2 separate regions of the Hordeum vulgare genome follow, and region 1 is linked to region 2. Evidence: chromatin contacts called from public Hi-C data. All regions are on one chromosome and are shown on one strand. Each heading gives the region's core, a stretch centred on a gene start, on an enhancer-like site or on the middle of the called end of the contact. The rest is flanking DNA. Distances are from core to core; before and after follow the strand shown.

Region 1 (2,700 bases), core at 140-2,639, 600 kb after region 2:
ATTTTGTGAGTATGAAAGGTGGATCATATAATAAAGAAGTAATACACTTTTATAATAAACTATTATACTTGTTGGCTATAAGACGGACTATAGATGACATGTTAATGACTTATAGCCAGCAGGTGACTATACTATTATACTTGTTCTAAAGCGTGTAAGTTTGTGTATTTCACACTTTCGATCTTTCGCTGAAGTGAATAACATTTTTGCCAGGCTGAAGTGAAGTGAAGTGACATTGAGGGGCCGATACCGGAGTTAATAAACCTGCCACCGGTGAGCATTGTCGAACCGTCTCCAGCTGGTTCAAGCAGCACGGATCTCGAGACCGGTCCAACGGTGGACAGTGAAAGCGCAGAAGCCCAAGAGGCAAGCCTTGCCAACGCGTGACCGGTGACACGACCGCCTGGCAGTACACACGTGTAGGCCCTGAGAACGGAAACGGCTTCTCCGAGGGGAGGGGGGCCCCAAGCGGTAGCACAGGTAAGTGGCGTGCCCTTTTTTACCCCACCGCACCACGAGACTGTGGCCTCCAAAGAAGTGAGACCAGCGAGCGCTTCGGTGGAGAGAGGAAGAGCTTCTGCTTCGACGACGTCCTCAAGGTCAGTCTCTATCTCCCGGCAAATCTCTGTTGTGATTTCCTTTTCTGGCGTTCTTGGGTAGTACTAGCAGCTTTTGGTTTTAGATGATCATACCTGTGGAGAAATGGCCACTCTTTCCTGGGTTCAGCAACGTTCCTCTTATTTAACTTTGTTTCTACTTTCTGTCGATGCCGGCCTTTTTGGTTCATAATATGCGAGGAGGAAAGGAAGATGGAACGTACGTACAACGTAGCATGCCGAAATAGATGTGTTTTCTGCCGGTCTAATACTTAAAACAACCACAATCTGTACTACATTCACATGGTATGGATACTTCGACAAAGAGTGTGTTTTCCTCTCTTTCTTTTGTTTCGATATAGAAAAGAAGATTGCTCTGTTCCTGCTTGCTGCGTTTGACAGGATCCCGTTCTTTCAGTTCAAAACTTCATACTCTATCATTGCTTGAATTTACAGATTTATTCTCTCTCTATCTATCTTTTCTTCAAAAGAAAAGATTACAGTGGACAATTGTTCAATCGGTGTCACGCTTGTTTTAATAACAATTGTAAAAAAGATATCAAGCAAATCCTTCTCGTCAGTCAACATGCCATTTTTACACTGCCACCATCGCATAAACATTCATATTAATTACACCCAGCCAACAAACGTAGTGATCAAAATATGCAAGTTTTCTGTCTCCGTGTTGCTGCATTTCACTTCACAAGATACAGTTTTGTCCTGTTTTCTCAGTTCATAAGATGATACTGTTTTCTGAATTTACATGTTTATTGCTTACTGCCAGGAGTTCACCATGGGGAGCTTGATCGATGAAGCAGAAACCGAGGAGCAGCCCCTGGACCTGAAGCCATTGCACTCACTGGCGCCGATGTTCCCTACCCCTCCAGGGTATGATGTGGTGACCACTGGATCATCCGACCCACCATTCGTCTACATCACACCAATACAACAACACCCTGGGCCGGCTCCAGCTTCATTTGATGGGCCGCCACCAGGGTTCTGCTCCTCACCACAACAACAACACCCTGGGCCAGCTCCAGCTTCATTTGATGGGCCGCCACCAGGGTTCTGCTCCTCACCACAACCACCACAACAACAACGCCCTGGGCCAGGTCCAGCTTCATTTGCTGGGCCAGGGTCTGCAGTTCCTCTCAAGGCTACGCCAATCTCGGCAGCATTTCCCGCGCGGCGGCCCAAGGAGGAAACCTCGGATGAAGATTACACTCCTGCTTCCGAGAAGAGGAAGCCATCTTCATCTTCACCCAAGAGGACAACCAAGAAGGCTCGGCAGGCTGGAGACTCCACTGCAGCTACCCACAAGACAAAAGGGGACTCCACTGCAGCCAACATCAAGCATAGACCGATCAGGAGGAGCCTGAGCAAGGGGCTCGCCGGCTGGCCCTCCACATCGGACAACCCAAGGGAGGCGGTGGAAGCGGCCATGGCCATGTTCGACTCGCTCCGGCGCCGGATGCTGCAGCTGGATGAGAAGGAGGGCTTGGGCAGGCGCGCAGACCTCAAGGCCAGTGTTCTCATGAACCATAACAACCTGAGGATCAATCAACTCAAGACGATAGGGCCCGTCCCGGGTGTCGAAATCGGAGAAATCTTTTTCTACAGGATTGAGATGTGCATCGTGGGACTGCATGCACCATCGATGGCCGGCATCGACTACCTGTCAGCTAAGTTTGCCGGGAGGGACGAGAGCCTGGCCGTGAGCATCATCTCGTCAGGCGGATACGAGAACGTTGAAGATGAGACTGACACCCTGGTGTACACGGGCCAAGGAGGTAACAGCCGGCGCAAGGAGAAGCACGACCAGAAGCTGGAGAAAGGAAACCTTGCTCTCAGCAACAGCGCCAGCAAGAAGAACCAGATCAGGGTGGTGCGCAGTGCACGGGACCCTTTCTCCATCTCAGGAGGCAAGGTGTACATCTACGATGGAGTGTATCGCATCGAGGACTCCTGGATGGACAGAGCCAAGAACGGGTTCAGTGTGTTCAAGCACAGGCTGAGGAGGGAGCCGGGGCAGCCTGACGGGATTTCAGTTTGGAAGATGACAAACAAGTGGAAGGCGAACCGTGCCACGAGAGAAAAGGCCATA
Region 2 (2,700 bases), core at 23-2,522:
TGATATATCATTGAAACGGAAGATGTAGTTACCAGGAGCATGCGACTGGGTTGTTGAGACCAACTTTGTCGTAGCCGTGATGTACTGGGCTGGTAGGAGCGTGTCTGTCGGTGAATCAAAACTTTGCCATATTGTCGCGCCGCTGGTGTTCTTCATTACGAGATTCCCAGTGTCCAGCAGCTGAGCATGCTGAATATTTCTGTGGTAGTTGCCATCATGATCAGCTTGCCACACAACCGAGTCATCATAATCTGTGAGGACCATGTTACCATCCTTGTGCAAGGTCAGGGCTGACCTCCTGGAGTGGACGGGGCGGTGGCGGTTCGCACTCCAGACGACGGTCCTGTTGGCTGCCTTGGAGTACCATATTGAGAAGGTGAAGGCGTTGTCGTAGACGCCGTAGAAGCCACAGGAGAAGGTGCCATCCGGTGATTGCAGGATTTCACTTTGGTAGGCTTCGACGGTGAGGGAGGTTCCCGGTCGCAGTATGTCTCGATTTGCAGCGCTCGAGACAAGTGCGAAAAAGGAGAGGAGGTAGATAGTGGCAAGGCGTGTTGGAAGAGCAGGAACCATGGTTGCAGAGATAGCAGCGCCAGATGACGGCTGAACAAGTACCACTCGTCTATTTAAGGTAAATTTCTGTCTCAATCCTGAAAGGAAAATATTAATCTAAAGACAAAATCAGGATGCTACGGAGTTTCAACTCCTTAAACATCTAAAAACGTCAGGGCTGTAATCATGCCAGTGCCTTTGCCTCACAGCCTCACAGGCAGTCAAAGTCAGACTTGCACCCACCGGAGGCAGTCCAGGTAGAGAGTGACACATCTGACCAGATAATCAAAACACTATGCCAGCATCAAAACCACCAATAAAGATGGGGACACTTGTGTCCATTACAGCTAACTGATTGATGCTTCGATGGTGACTTCTGCATTTGAACATTCAAAGGAATTGACCATGGATCAGGCCAGGGTGGTCACTTTCAGGGAACTGATGCCCACGCTCTAATCCACATAATAGAATCTGCAGCTTCCAGGAATGGAGGCAGTTGACGAATACCACGTTGAGGGTCCAATATGCCCAATAAAGGGCTCAATCTAGTTTACCAATATTCGTTAAAAACAACTTTCCTGCAGCTTAACTAATAAAAGGAGTTTCTAAATAAGCACCTACTCCCTCTATCCGCGAATAAGTGTACATCTAGCTTTTGTTCTAAGTTAAAGTTTTAAAACTTTGATCAACTATATAGGAAAAAAGTAGTAACATATATGACATCAAATTGATATATTGGTAGAGGCTAGGGTTCTACCAGCGTAGGTTGTGGGGGTGGAAGTGCGGCCGGCGCGGCTGGGGACGCAGGCGCCGACAGTTGGGCGCCGTCGCTGCGAGAGAGAGAGAGAGGCGGCTAGGGTAGGGCGGCTAGGATTAGGGTTCCGGCTCCTCTGGGAGCCGGGCAATAGAATTGTCTTATTGCTTAATTCCGAAATAATTGTTTACATCTGTTTATATAATCTCAATAACTTGGACTCTAAGATAACTAAGATAACTTGGACTCTAAGATAGCTAAGATAACTTGGGCTAAGCTCGTAAATAACCCTGCCCATTGGGCCTCCTCCGTTGGTACGTCGTACCGGTCATAACATTTCTCCCCGCCTTCTCAAACAGCTCGTCCTCGAGCTGAACATCAGGAAACTGCTGGCGGAAATCGTCGAGCTTCTCCCAAGTCGCTTCCTCCTCTGGCAGGCCGGCCCACTATACCAAGACATGCCAGACGCCGCGGCGCTGCTGCGCCTTCGCCACCTGCGCGGGAGCTGGAAGGAGGCGGCCATCCGAAGTAGGAGGAAGGGCCGGCGTCGCTGCAGGAGGGTCCCCGCGGTAGGCCTTCAGTAAGCCGACATGGAAGACGTCGTGGAGGCGAGAACCAGCTGGCAGCTCCAAACGGTATGCGAGTGTGCCGACACGCTCCAACACACGAAAGGGACCGGCGTAGCGAGGTCCCAATTTGCGCTTGGAGCGCGGGTCCAGAGACTGCGTTGTCCTGTGGAGGAGGCGCAGCCACACCCAATCGCCCACCGCGAACTCCGCCTCGCGATGATGAGCATCGAGTACTTCCGGGCCAGCTGCTGTGCTTGGAGAAGACGCTGGCGCGCCTCAGCGAGAATGTCGTCGCGGGTGCGGAGTAAGTCGCCCGCCGTCTCGGACCGAGCCGTCCCAGGCTTGTAAGGGAGCATCGCCGAAGGTGGGCGCCCGTAGACCACCTCGAAAGGCGTGGTGCGCAGGGCGGAATGATAGGAGGTGTTGTAGCAGTACTCCACCCACGCCAACCAGTCCACCCAAGCTTGTGGACGATCACCAGTAACACAGCGCAGGTACATGGCGATCACCTCGGATTGGCCGTCCGTCTGAGGGTGGAACGCCGTGCTCATGCGTAGCTTCACTCCCGCCAGTCGAAAGAGATCCCGCCAGACATGTCCCGTGAACACGGAGTCACGATCGCTGACGATGGACGAAGGAAAACCGTGGAAGCGGACGATGCCGTCGAAGAAGGCCCGCGCCACGGAGGCGGTTGTATATGGATGACCCAGGGCGATGAAGTGCACGTACTTGGAGAAGCGGTCAACCGTGAGGATGACGGACTTGTTGCCCACCTTGTGAAGGCCCTCGATGAAGTCCATGGAAATATCCGCCCACACCTGGGAG

Evidence for each region. Hi-C and Micro-C count contacts between places; a contact is called where the count stands out from the background.
Region 1: a contact with region 2 is called in a Hi-C map of leaf, with 2.8 times the contacts expected there. The contact joins the promoter of LOC123395829 here to the promoter of LOC123396577 in region 2. A contact is called at or near these places in 3 of 6 Hi-C or Micro-C datasets (leaf and seedling).

What each region holds. Positions count from the first base shown.
Region 1 is chr5H:311,410,870-311,413,569 of MorexV3_pseudomolecules_assembly, forward strand. It overlaps LOC123395829 (histone-lysine N-methyltransferase, H3 lysine-9 specific SUVH1-like), which reads left to right and starts at 1,390. Exons shown (of 2, transcript XM_045090864.1): 1 at 1,390-2,700. The coding sequence starts at 1,390.
Region 2 is chr5H:310,806,313-310,809,012 of MorexV3_pseudomolecules_assembly, forward strand. LOC123396577 (putative receptor protein kinase ZmPK1) reads right to left here and starts at 1,273. Exons shown (of 2, transcript XM_045091475.1): 1 at 296-1,273; 2 at 1-199. The coding sequence starts at 573.